Regions from separate parts of the Mus musculus genome. Here region 2 is linked to region 1. The links are chromatin contacts, called in public promoter capture Hi-C maps. All regions are on one chromosome and are shown on one strand. Each heading gives the region's core, a stretch centred on a gene start, on an enhancer-like site or on the middle of the called end of the contact. The rest is flanking DNA. Distances are from core to core; before and after follow the strand shown. Region 1 holds the start of Cdc42se1 (CDC42 small effector 1). Region 2 holds the start of H4c14 (H4 clustered histone 14).

Region 1 (2,700 bases), core at 184-2,683:
ATAAAGGCATATGTGGCATTAAAATAAAAAAGACCGGCTGCTCTTCAGCTATCGTCCCCTTTCTTTCCCTAAATGCTCTTCACCCATCATTTTATCTATTTTTGCTTATCCTAAGGGCTCTGGATGGTGAAAATTGACATATTTGCTCAGTAAATGCCACCCAGTTATTTTATGCAGAGTAACTTCTAAATTTTCATTGTCTATTCTTAGAGATAAAATGATTAGTAGATACACACATTTAAAAGATACACTTTCTTTAAACTACCTGGACACACCCAAATACCCTTTGTCCAGATCCCCCCAAGAGCATTCAAGGCCTAATCCACAGGGCCTTGCTGTGTCATGCTGCCACCATGCAGTCTAAGGAGGGATGGTGGTGGATGAAAATGGAGGCTTCCTGGTATTTCTCATGTTGCTCTAGGATTTTCCTATTAGCCACAATCCTCCCCTTTTTCTAGGAGGAGCTGCAAAGACAAATCTGCTGTCATAAGTAGTTCCTGTGAGCTACACTGATTGCAGCATGCCATCGGGCAATCCCACAATGGCTCCCACCTGTCCCACCTAAAGCCTCTTTGGAGCAAAAATCTGAGATAGGGAGGAGATTGTTAAAGGTTCCAATCACTCTCAATAGCATCTCATGTTTAAAAAAAAAAAAAAGTACCCTACTCCCCAAACCTCCCTACAAGAGACAGAAAATCGAGGGGGATAGAAATACAAGGGAGTAGAGGCTACAATAATTACAGTAGGAATAAAGATTCACCAAATAACTGGTAGCAGAAATTATAGCTTGAAAAGGAAGATATAGATAACTAGACACTAGACAGAAGCCATTAGATGCACAGGGCAAAAATTATAGGAAAATGAATACATGAAATGAAGAGCTAAATGCCGAGAGATGATTACAGGTAAAGTGCTAGAAATGAATGCCTAGGTCCATGGTAAGGCATGGATGGAGATCTTAACAGATAAAAAATCTGGTAACGAATAGTAACCCATTGTTCATAGCGCCCCCTTCTCTCCTCTTAAACTGCCCCCCACCTCGGTCTCACACGGGGTCTTTCAAGCTTAAGAAGCGGTCCCTCGTCTTGGTTACCTGTTAGCAATGAATGACTAGGGTGTTCCGAAGACGGAAGGGATGCCTCAGGGGCTCGGGGGTCGGCTCTGGACTGGAGAGGAGGAGGCTGCTGAAGGAAGCTGTCGCGGATGTGACGGCTTTGTCTCCTCACGCCTTCTCCCTCGTCTGTGACAGAATCTGCCGCTGGGTCTCCCCTGCAATGCAGCCCCTCCTAGCAAGGGCGGAAGCACTCCCCGCCCCCTCTCTGCCTGACTCGGCTAATTCGAGGGATAGGTTCCGGAACACGCTATCCACCGTAGAGCCTCTCCGTCGGCTCGCACCGCACCCCCACCTCTCCAAGTACCCTCGTGCTGACTGGAGCGCATGGCTGAGCAGTTAATTGTCCTCTAACTTAGATGTATGGGTTAAAAAGTCTTCCGGTTAAACAACAGAATGGCCCTCCTTTCCCACTGTAAGGACTAAAGGGGACTTTGGGAGACTCAGAAAGGGCCCCAGCGCATCGTCCTCTCAGCGCCTGCAGCAGGTGGACAGACTAGCACAGACAGTTGGGGTGCCGCGGTTGTCCCCGAGCGCGGTGCTTGCCGCTGTCCCCGCGGGCCACGCCGTGCGCCCCGAAGCTGGGCGGAGCGCTGCGCTCCGCTCTCAGCCCCTGGGTTTCGTAATCGCGTCGCCGGCGTTTCCGCCCTCCGCCAGCCCCACCTCTGCCGGCCCGCCCTCAACTCCCCGCCGTGCCGAGAAGCAGCCAGGGGACCCGGAGTGGCGGAGCCCCCGCCCGCAGTGGGGACGCCGGGGAGCCGCAGGTAAGAGCGCCGGGCGAGCCGGGCTGCGCGCGGGCGGCGGGGAGGGGAGGGCAGGGCAGCGGGGAGGTCGCGATCACAGTACACGCGCGGGCGGCGCAAGCCACGGAGAGGCAGGGAAGCGGCGACTGCAGCGTGGGGCCGGGTGGAAGGTGCGAAGCGACAGGGGCTCCTCGCCGGCCCTCTAACCTGAGAGATCTGCTGTGCTAGAGAATCCGAAGTGGTGCTGGGCCCCGGAAGGTCTAAGCCAGAGTGAAGCAGCCACGGAGAACATTGACAGAGCCAGTACAATTCATCGAAGTTCCCATCCTGGGTCGCAGTGGGTGGGGGACGGAGCTGGAGTCTGACGGAGAATATTGGGGGAGGGGAAGAAATTAGGATCTCCTTCTGTTAACTTTTAAGTATCCCCAGCCCTTCCCTGGGGTTAGGGCAGGGTTGGTGCTCGGACAAATATCTGTAACTTGTTTGAAAATGGGGCCCATTCCTCTCTTGGGAGTCCCTCAGCAGCCCGCTATGTTTGGAGGGTCTCCACACAGGGACCAGCTGCATCCCCGGGCTTATAGCCAGAATTTGCCCACACGATTCTCAAGTCTCTTTCTCTCCAGCTGCTTCTTGCTTCTTGTGAAGGCTTGTCAGACAGCGGGTTGGAGAGGGAGGCCTTGGGGCCGGAGGCAGCGGGACCGGGAGAACCGGTTTGGGGCTACCACAGGCTCGGGGAACTACCTGTGTACATCCTTCCTCCCCACCTCTCTCCTGCTCGCCCCTCTACAGCTCTGAAGTGTGTAAGGCCCACCGGGACGATGACGGTGGTTTAGGGTTTGTCATTTC
Region 2 (2,700 bases), core at 187-2,686, 1.0 Mb after region 1:
TTGTTTTGTTGTTTTGTTTGTGACAGGGTCTTGTGGTTCAGGCTTTCCCCCAAACCATGCAGAAGTGGTCCTTGAACCCCTAACCCTTGTTTCCTCCCTGACTTGCTGGGATTATAGCTGTCACCACCTGGCTTGCTTATGTTATGGGACATTAAAATGTCGTTGCAATTGTATCCCAGCAGAGCTTCGATCCCAGTCCACTATTTCCTAGATCCATGCCTAAACTGAGGAGTTTTGCGAGGACTTTTGGGGGTCCTGCTTGGTGTTTAATTGTAAAGACACCGGAGACATCTGGATACAATAAAGCTGTTGGCCTGTTTGCTGAGACAGTCCCTCAGCTAACCCATCTACCTAACCCGACCGACTTCTTGCCACTGTGTCCCACCACGTGTCTCTTTAAATCCCTGTTCCGTTCTTGTCCCTGCTTGTCTCCCGCCTGTCCGGCCCAAGCTTCTGCTGCCAGCTCTTTATTCTGCAGGAGGCCATACGCCTAACTCTTCCACTGAGCCAATCAGCAGCAGGACAACGCCCGGTCTCTCTTACGTAGCCTTTTGGCGCAGAGGGTTACGTGACCTCCATCTAGGCAGCTAGCTTTCTAACATGGCCTGAAGAAAATCTTTTGGGAAGATGAGGAAGGATAAAAGGTGGGTTGTGGGGCCATAGAAACAATACCAAATATCCGGTCAAGCACAGCCACTCATTGGAAACACAGGGACACAGCCACATAGCCATTTGATGTGTGGACATAGGTCATCCCATCCAAAGGGTCTCCTTATTGCAATTCTGCTCCAAACAGCTAAAGAAAATCTTAGCCAGTCTCTTGACCTGACAACCAGCTCACACACTAAGTAGGAATTAAAATTCCCAGTGTGAGCTATCCTGCTGGATGCTATCTATCCGCCGTGGTATAGAAACTTAAGTGGATGGCTCTAAAAGCGGAACACCTAGTAGCGTTGAGTCACAAGGAAAACTAGCGTCTTTACCTTACCGAGTCTAAACCCACGGTTATTACCTGTACAACCCAAGTCAGTGTCAGCTCTCCTGAAGAGACTGTGGTTGGCCCTAAAAAGGGCCGTTAGGGATGGGGGGGGGGGGAATTGAAGCGGCGGCGTCTAGCCTCCGAAGCCGTAGAGGGTGCGGCCCTGGCGCTTGAGAGCGTACACCACATCCATAGCGGTGACGGTCTTGCGCTTGGCGTGCTCGGTGTAGGTGACTGCGTCGCGGATGACGTTCTCCAGGAACACCTTCAGCACACCACGGGTCTCCTCGTAGATGAGGCCGGAGATGCGCTTGACCCCACCGCGCCGAGCCAGGCGGCGGATGGCGGGCTTGGTGATACCCTGGATGTTGTCACGCAAGACTTTGCGATGGCGCTTGGCGCCACCCTTGCCTAGACCCTTTCCACCCTTTCCTCTGCCAGACATGGCTAATGTAATCTGAAACACCAGCTGGTGAGGCATTGGAGGTGGAGTGCCACTAATATATGAGAGGATCGGACCAGATTGAAAACTGAAAGCGCGCGGGCGGGAACCTTTCTAAATTATCCGGGCTCTGGATGTTGCATCATCTTCCTGTTTTTCTTTTCTCTTCTCTGCCCTCTACCGGTTCCTTACAGTCTCAAGCCTTTATTTTTTTATTTTCGATTTTCTTAATTATGGTGCCGAAGTCCCTCGGAGAATTCAGATTCCTCCAAATAAAACTTAGAGATAACACAGACTTTAGAAAGCACTGACGCTAAAAAGACAAAAGACCGGAGAAAGAGAAAGTTAGAGATGAGGGGGGAGTGCGCTGCACTGAAGGGCCCGGAGCTCCTGTTAGGTAAAAACCGCAGCAAAAGTTCCAGTAACCAGCGTGACAATCGAAAGCAGAGGACCCAGGAATGTGTGTGGAAGGGAAAGGTCGCGGGCGTTTCTGCGTACAGTCGCCTGTTTCGTTGATAGAGACACATTATTCAGATCAAGCAGAAACTAGATCATAGGAAAACTGAGGATGCCGCCGATCCTTTTCACCGAGGTCAGTGGGTTTCCACGCTCTTCTACCCAAAGGCCCGCTGACTAGCCGAGCAGCCCGGGAATGCTGCTACGCTCGTTTCCACAAGTCCTTTGAGGCCCGCCCTTTGTTTTCAGTTATTCCAAACTGTCTCTACTATGCAGTAGACTAAAATTCACTTTTTCAAGTGTGTGTCTGCTTTATACAGTGACGCCCTGGGAAATGAACTGGAGTCTGTACTTCTAGTATGTCCGTCGTTCCCAGGGCCACCCATAGAAGAATCTTGAGAAAGCATTCTGCATCAGAAAGAACGGTAGTGGGTTGGTTGGGACTTGTTTTTAAAGTGATCTGATAGGCCTTGTTCTGACTGTTCCTTTATTCTAACATCTATATGTGCTCATGAATCCCCACCACCACCACCACCACCTTTTTTCTATCCAGATTTTCTGGCTCCAGACATGTAGATAGATGTAGGTTTTGAGTCACCTTAGGCTGGGGGCTCAGACTCCCCTCTCAACTCAAATGTTTTAAACCTAAGACCTGTGAATTGTAGATCTTAGAGGGAAGAGAGCTCCCTCCTACCCCAGTAACCCTGGGCAGTCATACACGTCTCTTGATGGATAGATCCTGTTTGTAGACATGCCTCCATGCCCAAACTAGCACCCTAGAATTCAGAGCCTCTCCATCCCGCAGCCGCTGTTTTCTCATTCC

The links. Promoter capture Hi-C pulls out the DNA fragments that hold promoters and counts their contacts.
Region 2: a promoter capture Hi-C map of pre-B cells shows a contact between it and region 1, with 3 times the contacts expected there. The contact joins the promoter of H4c14 here to the promoter of Cdc42se1 in region 1. A contact is called at or near these places in 2 of 39 promoter capture datasets (cranial neural crest and pre-B cells), 2 of 484 Hi-C or Micro-C datasets (the G1E-ER4 cell line and uterus), 3 of 115 datasets of contacts at active chromatin or transcription factors (embryonic forebrain, microglia and regulatory T cell precursor) and 2 of 9 other capture datasets (adipose tissue and liver).

What each region holds. Positions count from the first base shown.
Region 1 is chr3:95,226,991-95,229,690 of GRCm38.p6, forward strand. Cdc42se1 (CDC42 small effector 1) reads left to right here and starts at 1,434. Exons shown (of 5, transcript NM_172395.3): 1 at 1,434-1,875. Mllt11 (myeloid/lymphoid or mixed-lineage leukemia; translocated to, 11) reads right to left here and starts at 1,687. Exons shown (of 2, transcript NM_019914.4): 1 at 1,094-1,687.
Region 2 is chr3:96,261,881-96,264,580 of GRCm38.p6, forward strand. It overlaps H4c14 (H4 clustered histone 14), which reads right to left and starts at 1,437. Exons shown (of 1, transcript NM_033596.3): 1 at 1,054-1,437. The coding sequence starts at 1,424. The coding sequence ends at 1,113.